4 separate regions of the Mus musculus genome follow, and regions 2, 3 and 4 are each linked to region 1. The links are chromatin contacts, called in public ChIA-PET, HiChIP or PLAC-seq and promoter capture Hi-C maps. All regions are on one chromosome and are shown on one strand. The core of a region is the stretch at or near the end of the contact, and the rest is flanking DNA. Distances in the headings are between cores, read along the strand shown.

What was found. Promoter capture Hi-C pulls out the DNA fragments that hold promoters and counts their contacts. ChIA-PET counts read pairs in DNA pulled down with a chosen protein or histone mark. HiChIP or PLAC-seq counts read pairs in DNA pulled down with a chosen protein or histone mark.
Region 2: an RNA polymerase II ChIA-PET map of memory CD8 T cells shows a contact between it and region 1, with 66 read pairs. The contact joins the enhancer-like site here to the promoter of Parp11 in region 1. A contact is called at or near these places in 14 of 39 promoter capture datasets (the 3T3-L1 cell line, the C10 cell line, the HPC-7 cell line and 7 more), 3 of 484 Hi-C or Micro-C datasets (CD4 T cells, CD8 T cells and embryonic stem cells) and 4 of 115 datasets of contacts at active chromatin or transcription factors (embryonic stem cells, large pre-B cells, memory CD8 T cells and 1 more).
Region 3: an H3K27ac HiChIP or PLAC-seq map of embryonic stem cells shows a contact between it and region 1, with 4 times the contacts expected there. The contact joins the enhancer-like site here to the promoter of Parp11 in region 1. A contact is called at or near these places in 1 of 39 promoter capture datasets (cranial neural crest) and 4 of 115 datasets of contacts at active chromatin or transcription factors (astrocytes, embryonic limb bud, embryonic stem cells and 1 more).
Region 4: a promoter capture Hi-C map of pre-B cells shows a contact between it and region 1, with 2.9 times the contacts expected there. The contact joins the promoter of Ndufa9 here to the promoter of Parp11 in region 1. A contact is called at or near these places in 12 of 39 promoter capture datasets (the 3T3-L1 cell line, the C10 cell line, the HPC-7 cell line and 7 more), 1 of 15 datasets of contacts at CTCF or cohesin (large pre-B cells), 8 of 484 Hi-C or Micro-C datasets (B cells, CD4 T cells, CD8 T cells and 3 more), 5 of 115 datasets of contacts at active chromatin or transcription factors (the 230-238 cell line, bone marrow-derived macrophages, embryonic stem cells and 2 more) and 3 of 9 other capture datasets (adipose tissue, liver and pancreatic islet).

What each region holds. Positions count from the first base shown.
Region 1 is chr6:127,452,268-127,454,953 of GRCm38.p6, forward strand. Parp11 (poly (ADP-ribose) polymerase family, member 11) reads left to right here and starts at 1,360. Exons shown (of 9, transcript NM_181402.4): 1 at 1,360-1,555.
Region 2 is chr6:126,806,877-126,809,562 of GRCm38.p6, forward strand. It overlaps the pseudogene Gm29788. Among named protein-coding and RNA genes, the nearest start is that of 1700018A23Rik, 14 kb to the right of the region's middle. Within about 2 kb of position 1,360, at least 17 of the 459 cell types and tissues checked have an H3K27ac peak or open chromatin away from gene starts, as enhancers often do. A contact at or near this core is called in memory CD8 T cells, where this site is marked.
Region 3 is chr6:128,090,327-128,093,012 of GRCm38.p6, forward strand. It overlaps a transcript of Tspan9 not described here. Among named protein-coding and RNA genes, the nearest start is that of Gm52879, 9.9 kb to the right of the region's middle. Within about 2 kb of position 1,350, at least 59 of the 459 cell types and tissues checked have an H3K27ac peak or open chromatin away from gene starts, as enhancers often do. A contact at or near this core is called in embryonic stem cells, where this site is marked.
Region 4 is chr6:126,847,832-126,850,517 of GRCm38.p6, forward strand. It overlaps Ndufa9 (NADH:ubiquinone oxidoreductase subunit A9), which reads right to left and starts at 1,313. Exons shown (of 11, transcript NM_025358.3): 1 at 1,233-1,313. The coding sequence starts at 1,281.

The sequences.
Region 1 (2,686 bases), core at 110-2,609:
TAACTCAGTGGTGGAAGAGGTGTTTAGCATGTGTGAGGTTCTGGGTTCATATACCCAGCCCAGCCCGACTCCCGACACATGGCCTGAAATACAGGAAGAAGTGTGTTCTGGATGAGAACTCATTATTTTGAAAAAAACTGAAAAAGAAAATTAGGAGATATTTCTTATCAAAGAGCAAGTACATTAGGAATCTATACATTATAATAGCATGGCAAAGCATAGGAATAAGCAGAGGATTAGCAGATAAGAATATTCAGGAATATATGTATATATGCATATGCATGCAAATTTAGCAAATGTACTTCAAAGTAGTAAGAAAAAATAATTATGCTATGCAATAAGTATTTGGGCAACTGGTTAACCATTTGGCAACAATTTTTAGAATTTCTTATTGAACAGTATCATTTCTAAGAATTCGTTCCAAAGAGGTTAATGAATGTCTGAACAAAAATAGTGATTATAGTAATTTTTGTTACATAGTAACTTGTGTCTCTCACAGTAGATTATTTAAGATATGTGTGTAACATGTAAACTATGGAATGCTATAGTCTGAAGAAATAGATTCATACACATGGGAATGGAAAAATATATTAAAATGTAAAAAACAATCAGGTTCTGAATCTGTGGTCATTCTTTGACCTATTTTTAAAAATACACCTATAGTCTCACACTACTTCTTTGCCTTTAAGAATATTCTTCCATCGTACCTCTTTTGTGACCGGTGTAAGAACCTATTTGAGGCCTTAGCATTCAAGGCACTCAGGTAAACCTGCTTGGAAACCTCCATATTTGCCATGCTGTCTAAAATTTCACGTTTTTACATTCTTGCGTTTCCAAATTACTTTTTGCTTTCTTCTGTCGATTCTAAAATCCACGAGGACAGGGACAACATATTGGTCAGTGTTCACGTCCAAGCCCAGTGACACGTGGCCAATAGCTCCCTTTATTTATTTATTATTTTCTAGATTGCAAACACCTAAGCACCTGATTTCAGCAAGCTCATTTACACCCTCAGGTAGAACTATCATCACCTCCAATTCGAGGATGTTGCAAACAACAAAGAGGTTTGAAGCTTTAACCTTTAAGCCATTGGTCGAGTTGTGCTTCTCAGGCCTAGTACTTGGTTGGCCACTAAACTCGGTATAAGGTGATCTTTAATAAACGTAGGTTCTGCATGGAGGAAACGCAGCCTGCCACGCTTGACGATCACGTGGTGGGTATGATGGCCGGCTTCAAACAGCTTTACCACACAGGTAAAGGCGGCCCGCGACAGCACGCGCGGAAGTTCCAAGGGCGCCATAGAGGCGGAGCGAGTTTGCGGTGGGCGGGACCGCCACTGATTGGCTGGATCCAGGCGGAAGTCGGGAGGTTCGATGGTCCGAAGACGCCAGCTTGTGACGGGGAGGGGGAGAAGGAAGGCTTCCGTAAAGGGTGCCTTTCGGTCCTTTCGCTCCTGGGGACCCTCGGAAAAAGCCCACCATATCGACCCCACGGCTAGCCCCTCCCCCAGGCTCTCTCCGCTCGATTTCGCACCGTTATGTGGGAAGCGAATCCGGTGAGTAGCCGGCGGGACGGGGCGGGCCCAGTGGGCGGGGTTGCCTGAGAAGGGCGGGGAGGCGTTCCCGGGAACTCGCCCCCGCGGTGCCTCAGGCTGGGGGTTTGCGTTCCGGGGTCGTGGCTGTCCCGCTTCGCGGGGGCCTCCTGCGGGCCGTGGACTCGCAGCTTTGAGCCGTGGGAGCGTTCGGTGGCCGCTTCTACGCTGTTGCTTTCCTTTCCCGATTGTTGATTTTACTTCCGGGGGCTTCTCTGTCTTCGCTTTTTTCCCTCATTTTATATTTTGTATTCTGCTTTCCAGTTGAAGTTACTGGCTTTCGAACCTGCTAGTTCCTTTCGACCCCCGCACCCTCGTTGCTCCTTCTTTTTGGAGCTACAGAGCATGGAGGATCCTCTATATGAGTTTCAGGGGATGACGTTCTTAAATGTTTTCTTTCCGTGGTTAGAACAATGATCTGGAATCCTTTGTTTGCCTTCAGTAGGTCTTATGTCTGCAGGCATTTTTTTTTAATACTTGCTTTCATTCATTGGTTCGTTCGTTCATTCATTCGTTCGTTCATTCAAACTCCTACCCGCCATGAATGAGGATTCAGATCTATTTGTCAAGAGTATTCAGATCTTGTTATGGGAATGTAATAGTGAGAAAAATGTACGCTGAACTTAAAACTTCGGGGTCGATGGGCAGAATCGCATTTCAAGAAATTTGTGGACTTAGTTTGTGAAACTACCTCAGAAGCTGAGCTAACCATTAATTTGACTTCAATAACCCTCTAAGTCAATACTTGAAGTAACCCTTTTGCTTTCCCTCACAAAACCAGTAACCTACTTCCTACTTAAGTGTATTATCAGTTAAGTCTATCAGTAAATTTTCCCACGTCTGAAAGTTAGTACCTGATTAGAAATGAGCCCATGAATTGGGATTCAGTCCACATTGTAGTTCCATTCCATCCCATTCCATCATGACAGTTACCAGATAGTTTTGATTCATACACTAATACTGTCATCAGATCAGGGCAGAGGAAAGTATACGTTTGGATGTGATTTTAGCAAAATTGGGATAGCTGTTCATACATACACGCTGTTCACTGTTAACTATTAAGTGTCATCAGTATCCATCTCTTACATGTCAATA
Region 2 (2,686 bases), core at 110-2,609, 650 kb before region 1:
TTTTTAAAAATTATTTATTTTCATTTTATATGTATGAGTGTTTGCCTGCAACTATGTATGTGTACCGTATTCACGCAGTACCTGCAGAGGCCAGCAGAGGGTGTCAGATCCCCGGAAATGGAGTTAGAGATGGTTGTGAATGTCAGCATAGATGCTGAGAACAAAATCTGGCTCTTAAATGCTGAGCCATCTCTCCAGCTCATGAGCAAACTCCTTTACTGGAATGTTCTCATTTCTCATATATAAAGTGTAAAAAGCCACATGAAAGTGCTCAGTCTATGAGAGACCACATGTACAAACATGGCTCCCATAACATTAGGCCGCCCAATGATGTCTCAGCTGTCTTAGTTTATGTAAACACACTTTGTGTTTGTACTATGACAAAAATGTCTTAATATTACCTTCCCCAGAACTCAGCCTATCATTAAGTGACATCTGACTTTAATTAGGGTCTCCAAAGCAAACCGGAAATGTGAAGGTTGGAAGATTGAGTGAAAGATTTTTTAAAGTACAATCTGAAGAAATTATGGCACATGGCTTTGTTCTTTTTTTTGTTTGTTTTATTTATTTATTTATTTATTTATTTATTTTCCAAAACAGAGTTTCTCTGTATAGCCCTGGCTGTCCTGGAACTCACTTTGTAGACCAGGCTGGCCTCAAACTCAGAAATCCGCCTGCCTCTGCCTCCCCAGTGCTGGGATTAAAGGCGTGCGCCACCATGCCGGGCGGCTTTGCTCTTTTAAGCCTAGCATCCTAGAAGTTGACCTGGGTCGGAGTGGCTTACTAGTCACACTACTCAGAAGTTAGGGTGATGGCCTGAGTACCCGGAGGTTTCTGCTGCCCTTTGATGGGTTTGTGTATAGGCTAAGAAATGGCTCTCAGTCTTTCTCTTGGGGTCATCTGTTTGCTCCTGAGTGGGTCCAGGCCAGTTGCTTGCAAACCAACATGGCAGGCATATGATACCATGGGATTCTTTGTGTGTCTTCCCAGCTTCTGTTAAATGTCTGAATGTTCCGCATTGTGCAGGCTACTGGTTATATCATGAGCTTTGAGTTTCCTCTGAAATTCTCCACCAAGAATGCATGGTTAGCTGGGAATGACAGCACACACCTTTAATCTCAGCCCTGGGGAGGCAGAGACCAATGGATCTCTGTGAGTTCCGAGAAGTCCCAGCCTACACAGAGAGTAGACAGCCAGAGAGCTACAGAAAGAGACCCTGATTTAAAAACCGTTCCAAATAAGGCTAGTTCCTTAGAAAGATCAGGGAAGATTTTTGCCTTGAATTACTTTCTGGACGGAGCTTCCTCCTCTGTACTCAGTGGTCAGGGGTATAGGGAGCAGCTCATTTTCTTCCTGAGCTAGTGTGACACGTGATTCTATAAGCAGACACAAAGGACAGGAAGGTGGGAGGTAGGAAGTAGAGCCTGGGCTTCCTCCGGATATTAGCGTTCCAGGATAGAACTTCCTCTGTGTAAGCAATCTGGGCAAGAGACAGCTGCAACCCTGCATTCTGGGTCTGGTGCAGTTGGAGTTGAAACCTCAGAGCAGGAGTGAGGTGGAGAGCATCAGGGGATGGAGGAAGGAGGAGGTGAGGAGAGTGGGAATCACAGCTGCTTCTGCTGCCTCCACAGGTGGAGGACTTGAATCTCAGTGATGGGTGTGGGTGGGGAAGGCGGCTGATTGCTGTTGGCTTGCCCTTCCCAGGGGTGAAACCACAGCCCTATGGGAAATGCAGTGGCAAGACCCCCTTGAACATCCTACCCAGAGTAGAGAACTTGGCATAGACTATTCTCTAGAACTAGGGGGCGGGGGCGGGGGCAGGGCACACGGAGAAAACAGCCGCTCATATGCCACAGACTCCCACTGAGCCTTGTTGAGATTGAGATTTAGAAAATGTTCTTGCCAGGATGATTCTCCATTTGCTGTGTATCCTTGAGACGATTGCTGAAAATGTTGCCTGGTGTATCATTTTCTCCAGGCAGATGGTTTTGTTTTGGAAGAGAAAGATGCTTCAGCGATCTGCCACTCTGGAAGGAAATCTCAATCCACGCTTAAAAATTAAAATGGTTGTCGATTTTGTATTTTTTTTTTTAGATTTATTTATTTTATTATATGTAAGTACCATAGCTGTCTTCAGACACTCCAGAAGAAGGCATCAGATCTCATTACGGATGGTTGTGAGCCACCATGTGGTTGCTGGGAATTGAACTCAGGACCTTCGGAAGAGCAGTCAGTGCTCTTAACCACTGAGCCATCTCGCCAGCCCGATTTTGTATTTTTAATATCCACCTTTGTGGAGCCTCTGGTTGTATTACAAACCTTTCTCACTGATATGACAAGGTATCCAGCAGAGGCGACTTAGGGGAAGCAAGGTTCATCTGTGCTCAGGGTCCAGGAGGGTCCGTCCATCATGGCAGGGCACAGCAGAGGTTGTGACAGCAGGGACAAGTGACTGGGACTCCCACACGCCACAGACCAGGAAGCAGAGCAGGGGCTGCTGAACCTACTCCGTTTCTCCTCCCCTCCCGCAGGTTTTTACTCAGTTCTGGAAGCCAGCTCAAGGAGGGAGGGGGAGTGGAGGGGCGGGGAAGGAAGGAAGAATGGAAGTTGCAATTCAATAACAAAAAATAATATGCTCAAGTAGACACTCCTGGAAAAAGACATGCAAATGAGTAATGAGTACATA
Region 3 (2,686 bases), core at 100-2,599, 640 kb after region 1:
GCCTACACAAGGACCTAGGACCCCCACCCCAGCCTGGAACCTCAAAAATACCCAGCAGAGGGCACTGACATGAAGTCATGCCACCATTGCCCCCATCGTGGACAGTGCTTCCACACGGGGAGGCCACCTAGAATGGGGTCCCAGAGAGAGCAACTACCATGGGTAGGGTCTGGGCAGCAACACTAGCTCGATAGGCCAGTTAGAAGTGCAAGGCACACCACCAAACACTCTCATCCCCTACCAGATGCCTACATAGCATCACTAACCAGCGGAAGGCTCTGGCAGCTGGGGCCACCTGGTATCTCCATAGAACAACTAGGGTCCCATCCCTGGCTATGTTTGGGGTACAGACTAATAGGGTACTTAGAGGTAGTAGGTGGGGGTGGTGACAGATCGTGTCCCCATTTCTGGCATCCTGGGAGAATTTCTCTTTCACCCACTAACCCCGCCACGTGCAAAGCTGATCATTACAGGAAGAATAAAAAATGTCCCAGCCTCCGGATCAATGGCCAGTTCAGCGTTTTATCTTGGAAACGTTGAAAATACCCTTGACCTCTCTGAGACTCCAGTTCACGCCATGGGTCTCAAGAGGACAGCCCAGTCCTTGACACAAAACTGTAGGAAAGACATATGAGCCCTGACGCCAGACAAAAACTGCAGACCCAGAAACAACACTCAGAGCACTGAAGACTGAACCTGAAATGGGGTGTGGCTTGGCATCCTGTGGGACTACCCTGCAGAGATCTAAGGCTACACGTGGCTATGACCAGCTGTGGGATGGGGGACTACACCCAGGGGTTGCTGGGAGTAGATGGGCCATGAAATCGGCAGACTCCGCCCACTTCTGGACTCAAGCTGAGCTTCCAGGGAGTTTGCTAGTGCTGTATGTCCCTGCTGCAGGAAAGCTCTGTCCTTGATCTTACAGCACTGCTCTTCCCAGGCTAGTCCTGCCCTAGGCATGACCCCTCCCTCCATGTCTGGCACCAACCACACAGGCTGCCAAGCTGAGGTGGAGGTGGGCAGTCTCAGTTTCCTCAGAGCCCAGTTCTCTGCTTCTGGGCCCCACACAGCCCTGCAACGCACAGCTAGAGTGTAGTCTACAGCAGGAACACCCTACAAAGGGTGTTTGGCCACAGGTAGGGTGCTGAAAGGCCACCTCCAAGCCTGTGACAGTGTCCTGAGACAGCCACTTCTCAAAAGTAGACTGATGCGGCTTCATCTCACTCAGCCTTGCCTCAGAACCATCTAAGAACCTGTGACAAATGTGATTTGAGACTGAGGCAGAGGGCCACATGGCCAGGAAAGCTAGACTGAGTAAAACAACCTGCTGGAAAAAACCAACAGGTTTCCTGCTGCCATCTAGTGGCCAGCACATGGAAGAGCAGGCACCACAACAAGGCCACCAAGAAGTCTCAGGGGCTATATCCCCCTCCCCAACAAGTCCAGACTGAGACTAGGTGACCACAAGTAGAACCCACACAGGAGTCGTGAGTGCCAGATAAAAAAAAAAGTGCAACACCCTCACAAAACAGAAGACCTGCCAGATGTCCATCCAAGGGCTTAGGAGAAAGGGCAGAAAGGCTGGAATGGCGATTGGCCTGAATCGGCAGGCAGCAAAGCATGATGTCAGTCCTGACCATGCCTACTGTCCTGGGTGGCCTTTCCTCCTCTCCTCCTCTGGTTCCTTTCAGCTGTTCTTCCTGTCACTTGCCACAGCCAGGGGCCCCCAGGCTGCGCACTTGTCTTCATGCAGCCCCTCCTTCCCCCATCTGTGCCAGCATCACTGTCTCTTCCATGTCACACACCACCTCCCTCATCCTTCCGCCCTGGGCACCAGTCACTGGCTCACCCATCCATCTTCTCTACTTCTTCGTGTTCACTAGCGGTCGCCCTCCTGTTAGGCAGCTGGCCTCATAGTTCGGCCTACACCTCAGAGACCCTACTTCCAACCTTGGAAGACTGAGGACTCAAAAGAGCTCTAGCTGCTACTGTCCCAAGGCCTCCTTCCTTCTTGTCTTATAGAAGGCCATCTAGCTTCCAGTTTGCTTGTGGGCCTTGAAACCTGAGCGACTGTCAACTCTAAAGCAGCTATCCTGAGAGAAACAGTGGGCCCTCCGGAACCCTGGGCTGTATTGCCCATCCAAGAGGCAAGACAGACATAGTGTGATCTGAGCGCATGCTTCGGTTCACCCCTGATGTCTGTCAAATGCCTGGTAAGTTCCTTCCTCCCGAAAACCTTAACATGCCCCCATTGGTACAACAAAGGATCATTACATGGGTCCTTCTGAGGCCAAAATATCTACAAGATTAACCTACACTAAGATGTCAGTAACTGGTAACTTGGTAACTGGGAAGACAGTGTCGGTCTATCACCCATCCACGCCGCAGAAGCAGCACGCTGGACATGTAAGTGAGGGTGAGGCTATTTTTAACACTGTGACTTGTTTAGCTCTGGGTTAGCCACAGCATGGGGGATGGAGACTCAAGGTCAATACTGGCTCGCACAAAAAGGAAAGCACTTGCCTGGAGCTTGACCTCCAACAAGGTCAGGGTGGCCAACCTCATGTGACACCTTTTGGGAGTAGCTCCAAGGATCACCTCTCACAATGGCAGAGTTAATGCCATTGGTAGCTGAGGAAACTACAACCCAGGACAGTTCTATACTGCAGAGCCAGTGAACTGACCA
Region 4 (2,686 bases), core at 63-2,562, 600 kb before region 1:
AGCTGACTCCCTAATTAGCAGCTGTTGGACTATCTCTTGCTATTCTGATTATCTGAGCAGAAGACTATCAATCAGCCCTAATGGCAGCACCAGAAACCCTGAATATCAATCACATGGATGCCTTGGGGAAACTACATGAACCAAGCAGCCCTGACTCCTGAAAGCCCCTCCTCGGCCAGGTCACCTCAAACAGTTTGTCCCAGATTTTTATGCTGTTACAACCCAATTCTAGATGACCCTGTACTCATTTCTGAGGTTAGAGAACATGCACAGAGGGCCAACTGTGACTGGTACTAAAGAGGATAGGCTGTGATTGCTCCAAATATCCCTTCTCTGCCTATCTAGCGAGTCTCCCGGGAGACCCTCTTCTGTGCTGTTTTTCCCTGTAGTGTGGCAGAGGGCCTAATAAAAAACTTCTTGGGAATGGCCATGTTTTGTCTACTTTCAGTAGTGTGGGCTCAGTTGGGGACATGAAGAAAGAAGCAATGGACATGGCAAAGAAGTGGTGATGGCTTTAGCAATGGCATAAGGACATCTGACCCCAGCTTAGCGTCTGTTGGAATTTCCTGCTCCCACTACCCTAAGAACAAAAGCTCTTCTACGTGGTCTGACATGAAGCGATTTTGAGAATGACTTGACATTCTGTAACGAGTTTTTTAAAAACACACTATGGAAAACTGTAAGTGAAGCGGGCATGTTTGTGGCGTGGAGAGTGGAAGGGCCGTGAACTGTAACGACTGAATGCTTTGCCTCCCTTGATCTGCAGGTGCAAATGCATGGTTTCGATTTGAGGGCTGTGAACACATTCAATCACGACAGAAGAGTAAATAAACAACGCTGACAAATTCTAAGCGGTCCTTCACTTTTCTTTCCACCCAGCTCCCGACTCTCCACAACCATCTCTCGCTGCTGCAGTCCCTACCGCCACAACCTGACATCTGTGGCGCGGATTCTGATTTCCAGTGCGATCACCACCATGAAGTCAATCGATGTCCTGCCGTCCAAGCCCCCTTTCCCCTGGATAAGTACTCTCTTGGACCGCAACCTTCCCCACAATCCACGCACTATCTCGAACCTGTCAGTGTCCGGGTTCTCCTCGTCCCTCCCAGCTCCTCCAGCTCTCCGTCCCCTTGCCGAGTGCAGTTTCACACATGAGCCAAGAGTATGAGGAAGAAAGGTCATGTTCCCGTCGCCGAATGCAACCCCAAGACCCGGTCCCCGGTGACACTTACGTGACATTGGAAGCGCTCTAACAACCCGAAAGCGGACGGCGGCCGCCATCTTCTCCCACAATGCCTCACGGCCGGTGCTTCCGCCAACTACGGCAACAACGCGGGGTCAAATGGTATCTCAAGGACCTCTCTGCGCAAACGCCAACTGGGAACGGAAGTGGCAGGTTGATGGTTGATAAGAGAGCCTGGGAGTAAAAGCAGAGGAGAGAAAAAGAAAAAGAGGAGGAGAAGGCAGGGGAAAATACAGTCCCGGTTTTGGAATGGGTTGTGAAGACCACCTGATATTTCCGGGGAATCTGCATTTCAGAGTTAACCAAGGACTGACTCAAGGGCATGCAAAATGGCCAGCTTTCAAAGACCCTTTTTCTATGGGCTAATTACCAAAAAGAGTCAGACAGCTCTGCAGGGGTAAGAAGGAAGGGTGCCCCTGCACTCAAGGAGTTGCACGGAGGAAAAAGGTGTAATAGGGTCTGCGTACAGTGTACAAGTGGGGGAGTTAAATAGAAATGCAGAGGCGCCCCCACCCTAAGCCCCTCGCACGCCAACGCCGCCAGGAACATCCTTTTGCAGGGCGTTAGTGTTCACTGTCCCCTTTCATAGAATGCATACTTAGATGTCTGCACCAATTCAATTCCACTCATAGATGACCTCACCAGGGACTTCTGATCACCTTTTCCAACGCGGTGATCAGTCTCTGTGTCGTGAATTTGATTGGCTGGGGTTTATGTGTTTGTTCGGTCGTGAATTTTGTTTATTGAAGCACACTCATCACTAACTGAATTATGAAACGAGAAGTTCTATTTTTGGAATTTTTGAGACAGGGTCTCCCTTTGAAGTCCTAGTTGGCTTCGAACTTGTGGTACAGCTCTCTGCTTCAGGTAGGAGTCACCACCCTGGGCTGATCCAGAGATTTATAAATGGTTTTGAAACGTGAATCACCTGAAATGTGATATAAAATCGCATGCTATGCTTGACATTCAACATATTTTTCTTATGGAAAAACTGCTGGCTTTACCCAGAGCAGCTTTTTTAAAAACTGGGCCTCTTTGAAAATCTGTGTTGTTCTGCAAAGATTTACCTGGAGCCTCGGGATGTTCTGAGAAAATAGAACCACTTGCATTTAAAAATCTTTTTTCAGGCTCTGGTGGTCCCTGCCTATAATCCCAGCTCTTGGAAGGCAGGGACAGGAGGATAGGGAGATCCAGGCCAGCCTAGGTGACCTTGTCTCAAATTTTAAAAAATTAAAAAACTTGATTCCAGTCATCCTCTAGCTATACCTGAGTAAAAGACATGGGCTTGCAAACTGAAGTTCCCAGAAAGAAGCTGCAAGTTCTGAACTTTCTAGAAAGGCTGATTAATTGATTAAAACTGTAATAATAATAATAGAGAAAGGAGTGTTGCAGATCCAAGATTACCCTGGGCTATCCTTAGCCCTCTAAATAGCCATTTATTAT